2 separate regions of the Mus musculus genome follow, and region 1 is linked to region 2. Evidence: chromatin contacts called from public HiChIP or PLAC-seq data. All regions are on one chromosome and are shown on one strand. Each heading gives the region's core, a stretch centred on a gene start, on an enhancer-like site or on the middle of the called end of the contact. The rest is flanking DNA. Distances are from core to core; before and after follow the strand shown. Region 1 overlaps Ankrd66 (ankyrin repeat domain 66). Region 2 overlaps Tnfrsf21 (tumor necrosis factor receptor superfamily, member 21).

Evidence for each region. HiChIP or PLAC-seq counts read pairs in DNA pulled down with a chosen protein or histone mark.
Region 1: a contact with region 2 is called in an H3K4me3 HiChIP or PLAC-seq map of bone marrow-derived macrophages, with 6 times the contacts expected there. The contact joins two enhancer-like sites. A contact is called at or near these places in 3 of 115 datasets of contacts at active chromatin or transcription factors (bone marrow-derived dendritic cells, bone marrow-derived macrophages and embryonic stem cells).

Annotation. Positions count from the first base shown.
Region 1 is chr17:43,533,739-43,536,438 of GRCm38.p6, reverse strand. It overlaps Ankrd66 (ankyrin repeat domain 66), which reads left to right. Exons shown (of 3, transcript NM_001254953.1): 3 at 1,337-2,265. The coding sequence ends at 1,523. Among named protein-coding and RNA genes, the nearest start is that of Ankrd66, 8.6 kb to the left of the region's middle. Within about 2 kb of position 1,323, at least 126 of the 459 cell types and tissues checked have an H3K27ac peak or open chromatin away from gene starts, as enhancers often do. A contact at or near this core is called in bone marrow-derived dendritic cells and bone marrow-derived macrophages, where this site is marked.
Region 2 is chr17:43,031,323-43,034,022 of GRCm38.p6, reverse strand. All of the region lies in intron 1 of Tnfrsf21 (tumor necrosis factor receptor superfamily, member 21), which reads right to left. Among named protein-coding and RNA genes, the nearest start is that of Tnfrsf21, 16 kb to the right of the region's middle. Within about 2 kb of position 1,367, at least 42 of the 459 cell types and tissues checked have an H3K27ac peak or open chromatin away from gene starts, as enhancers often do. A contact at or near this core is called in bone marrow-derived dendritic cells and bone marrow-derived macrophages, where this site is marked.

The DNA.
Region 1 (2,700 bases), core at 74-2,573, 500 kb before region 2:
CTTGCCCAGTTCCTCAGTATTTATCCTTGTGAGCCTTTCAAATGCTGAAATTCCAGTCTTGTCCTTGGCTTTCTATTGATCCCTACCCCATCCCCGCACCCACCCCTGCCCATGACACCCATTAATCTTAACCCTTCCTCATTGAGGCACGTGACATTTGGCCTGAGCATAACTAACAGAGTGGGTACTGTCAGGGAAAGTGGGCAGACAATGCTAAGCAGACGGAAACTTTAGTCAGCTGCATTCCCTGTGAATTCACATCTACTTGCCACCTCCCACCAGGAACTCTTTTCCTTCTGATATTAGAGAATTCAGAGGGATGATTTATGGATGAAGGTGTAATTATTGTGGTTGTGCAAAGAGCCATCAGATGGACGAGAGAGAAAACCCATTGATGAGGGTATAGCTACCGCGTTGAAAGTGTGCATAGGTATGGTGTTCGAGAGAAGACGTGGAGGGAGTGTGCAAGCATGAAGGCCCTGGCCAATCAGGTGATCACAGCCTAAATCGGTCAGGTGGGGGAACGTAGTGGGGGAAGAAGCCAACAATGAACTCATCATAGGATGGATGAGCTGAAACAGGCAGTCCAGTAAAGTTGCTCATAGGATACAAGATGCGGCCGTGGGTGTCCTGTAGTGGGGCTAGAGGTTTTGTAACTACTCTAGGCAAGGAGATCAGAGGCCATCTTCACAGTTTACATTGTGAGGAGGTGAGCCCCTAGGCTATTCCTAACTAATTTACTTATACATACAATGCATTCAATTAGCATTGTCTTCCTCATGCTTCGGCACTTTAAATTTATTTGATTCATTGATTGATTGAGACAAGGTTTCCTCTCTGTAGCCCAGGCTAGCCGGAGCTCACTATATATCAGAGGCGGGCCTTGAACCTGCAGCAAACTCTCCTAGGTCCTGGATTTGCACACTTACCTGGCTATACTTTAAAATGTTTAAGAATGTACATGTGTTCCTTTTATAATCAGGAGAATAAAAAAATGCAACATCATTTCTTCCTTATAACATGAAGATTGTTCTGGAAATTTGAGCATTTTAAGAATGAACAACCCCTCCTTCCAGTTGTCTTTGAGTCTGAGATTCATCACACCCAGGTGCCCCATGGCCACATGCTAGCTTTTCCTGTCTTCAGGTAGTTTCTCTGATATCAGAGAACTTCTAATCTTTAGAATCTAAAGTGTGCTCTTGGACCTGTGTGAACTCCTTCCTTCTCAATTAAACTGTGAACAGCCTGCGCTGTGTGTGGCCCTCGGGAAGAGAGGTCCCGGCCAATCCTGGCCAGGCTCCTCCTCCCGCCCTCGCCTGCTGCGCTTTCTTTGCAGAGCAGAACCGGAATGCAGGGACCACCGCCAGAGAGGGCTGTTGCTTGACGAGCGGGATCCAGATTGGGACCTCAAGAGAAGGGAACTAGAACTGTCGCTTCCAGCTCCGGATCAAAACAGCAACAAAAAGAAGAAGAGAATCCGAGGTTCCACCCGGTTTAACCATGCCCACCCCTGGAGAGTATGAGAAGGCGTAGCCCCAGGGCTCAGACTGGAGCCAGCTGGAATACTCAGCTGTCTTCACAGGAGTTGACTCAACCACTCTTCCTCAAGGTTTTACAGAAAGCCCCAGCCAGTCCTTTAGTCTGAAAGTCTTGCCAGAGTGTTCTCTATAGGAGCCGCTGTCGCCTTGATAAAATCAGATGCCCAGAGGAGTGACCCGGAGGGGACACTTAGGGGACAGACAACTGCTTGCATTTTGCTTTTGTGGTTTGCAGTGTTAACATGCCCTGCCTGTCAGCCCACCAACACACACTGGCACAGCTGATCAAGATCAAAGTAAGAGCTCTCCTGATTAAGTTGATTTTTGAGAGCCCACAGTCCCAGCCCTGAGGACTTTACCCATGATCACATCCAGCGAGGAGCAATGGCCTGGACAATGCTGCCACTCAATGAGAGGCAACAAAAAGAAAGGCCTGGCTGGAAGGAAATCTGCTCCACGCATCAACGAGCATCGGCAGAAAATGGTGAAGTGTGTGTGGGCTTGGTGCTCAAGTTTTTCAATGATAGATTTTACGAAAGTTGGATGAGATGTTACAAGAAAAATATAGCACCTAAATTGAGACATTAAAAATATATATTGAAGCTTTGAAGACTCCACGGGTATATGTTAAATGTCTTACTCACTACTTTTAATATTGATTTGCTGAAATATGACAGATGTTTTAGAGCTCAGTATAATATACTATTAAAACCAATTTTAGTACTTTCTACTTTTTATTTTTATTTCCTTTTAAGTATGAGAAGATCTTGTAGGGTGTTATATTTACATATATCACACTGAATAACTGGGGGAGGCATATGAACATGCCACATTTTGTGTGTGTGTGTGTGTGTGTGTGTGTGTGTGTGCTTGTGTGTGCGTCAGAGAACAACTTGTGAGAGTCAGTTCTTTTTCCACCATCTGGGTCCTGGGAATCAAACTCATTGGTCAGGCTTGGTGGTGAAGGCCCTCACCCACTGAGTCGTCTCACTGACTCTACTTTTAAAAGCTTATGCCTGCTAGAATGTCCCTATGCGGCTTACATCTAATTGCTGTTGACTCTGCTATACAATTCTGACATTTGAAGCCTCCAGTAGATGATTAATGGCCTGCTCTACTGTCTTTTTGATCAATTAGTTTCTCTGCTTGAATCAATAGCCTT
Region 2 (2,700 bases), core at 118-2,617:
AAAAAAAGCCAACCATGTTGCTCTGTGATTTCTCTTTTACTAACTTCTGTTACATCACCAAGACCTGTCTGTTTTAACATACAAACTGTCTCACTCTAACAATTCAGAGTTCTTCAACAGAATGAGCATATTCTACAGAGCTGGCTTAGCCATTAAAGGCTAGGCACGCAACCAACAGGATGGGTATGTCTTACTTCAGAGGGTCTTCCCACCAAGACTTCATTGACTGCTTTCTTGCATGTATATAGGTCAGGGTATAGTTTTCTATTGTGCACAACTGCTTCTTCCCTCCCATACCCCTCACCTAGCTTCTCTTCTCTCCACATCAGTCCAAGTAGCAGACACGATCACCCTGGTCCCAGTCTTTTGACATCCTAAATGCAATCGATAACCTGGAGCGACCCCATTCTCTCACCCCTAACAATATAAAACATATACACAAACATACGTACATAAACATCCCTGGGTGGATCAAGCAGAAAAAGTCAGGAAAAGAACTGGACAAAGATTTTGAAAAGAGAAGGCATGTTCTTACCCAACCTGTTGGGAAGTCAACAGGATCCTGGGTTGCTCACTTAGGAAATGAGCAGGTTGAACTCAGTAGTAATATTCAACCAATTCTACCCTCCTGCGTGTTGTGATTCTGTCAAATCCTGCCATCCTTATGTAGCCTTTAAATCTCTTTCTAAACACCCAGATGCCAAGCAGATGAGCAACTAGCCCATCGCACTTCCTGTTTCTGTCTATTGTACCAGCGTCTAATTACATAGTGTCTCTTAATGTTGGTTGGCAGTACCGTAAGTGTATATACTTATCTTTCCTTAATGCTTATAAGCAGCTCAAGGCCAGGGACTACTGTACAGACTATACTTCCTCACTTGCTCAACTACCTAATGAACACTAGGAAAATAATAAGCAAACCATCCTTCAAGCCAGGGGCCAGCAAAGGAATGCCAACATACCAGCTCGTCTTATAAACAAGCTTCCTAGAGTCCAGACACTGATGTAGCTAGCACTCGTGGCTGCTTTCAGGCTACTGTGGGAAAGCGACAAAGCTATGACAGAGACCATTCTGCCCAGAAACCTCAGTTAGCTTACTGTTATCACTTGGCCCTTTATAGGTGAAATCTGCCAGCTCCCAGCATGGGCATCTAAAGAAATACAAACATTGCAGAGACCAGCTGCTCATAGAAACTTCCTGGTCTCCCCCATAAGTTTCTTTATGAGCAGAGTGCTCGCTCTCTCTCTCTCTCTCTCTCTCTCTCTTTCTCTCTCTCTCTCTCTCTCTCTCCACCCACTCTAACTCACACGCTCAATCTGGTTCCTTCACACTCGGCTTCAAACTCTCACTTCCCCCTGACGTCTGAGAAAAAGCAAAATCATCCAGAGAGACAAGACTTCCTCCTGGGTGCTCTCCCTGCCTCCCATCCCCAATTGTAAAGCCCTCCTCGGTTTCTTCTTTTCCCTATATGGTTGTCATCGTTTTCTTACTTACACACTTATACTCTGTGTGTCTTCCCTGGAATCTATAATGCAGAACAGGGTTTCTCTGTGTAGCCCTGGCTGTCCTGGAACTCACTCTGTAGACCAGGCTGGCCTCGAACTCAGAGATCCACCTGCCTCTGCCTCCCAAGTCCTGGGATTAAAGGCGTGCGCCACCATGCCTGGCCAGCCTGTGCTCTTAACCTCTGAGCCTTCTCTCCAGCCCCCCATTACTCTCTCTTAACAGAACTATAATTGGCTTCTAAGAATTAGCTTCTTCGTGATACTCAAAATAAAAAGCTAATATACTAAAGAGTTCAAATATTCTTCTCTCATTTAAAAGAAAGAAAAAAAGAGAAGATTACACTTTGTGCTTAAGATTATAAGCAATATAAGAAGGTTAGATTCTCTCTGTGTTTAAACTGCGATTATTATGAAAATTCCATGTATCTAAGAATGTCACCTACAGGGCGGAGGGAGGGTATAGGGAACTTTAGGGATAGCATTTGAAATCTAAATAAAGAAAACATCTAATCAAAAAAAAAAAGGAATGTCAACTACAACAGTGGATAGATGCATCAAGTATCAGCATGCTGTCTCAAACTGTATTTGGTTAAAAACAACAACAACCAAAAACACTACAAGTGTTTATTGAATGATTAGAAGCTTAAACGAGAGAAGCAGAGATCAAGTGGAGAGCAGCACTTGGTGCAGGTGACTGACTGTGAAGGCTTCCAGAGTCTCACTGTGCATCCTGGTGGCCTATAGCACACCTATGATGTGTCACTTGCAGTTTACAGCACAGGTGGGCCTGACTGAAGACAAGAAGCACCCGGATGTGTGAATCCATGTCAGAATGTAGACATCTACTTATTGTTCAGCAATTCCACTTCCATTACCTCATCCTTCAGATAAACAAGAGATCCCTTGGTAGCTTAAAGGTTACAACAGATCTGTGCCATTGACGTTAGCGTGTGTGTGTGTGTGTGTGTGTGTGTGTGTGTGTGTGTGTGTGTGTGTGGTATATGCATGTGTGTGTACAGGTGCACATGCCCACGGGGAAGCCGGAGGAGGATGTAGAGTGTCCTACTCCATCGCTCTCCACTTCGTTGACTTGAGACAGGGCTCTCTCATCAAACCTGGAGCTTGCCATTTTAACAAGACTGGCAGCCAGCAAGCTCCAGCAAGCCTCCTTGTCTCCAGCCTCCATAATGCTGG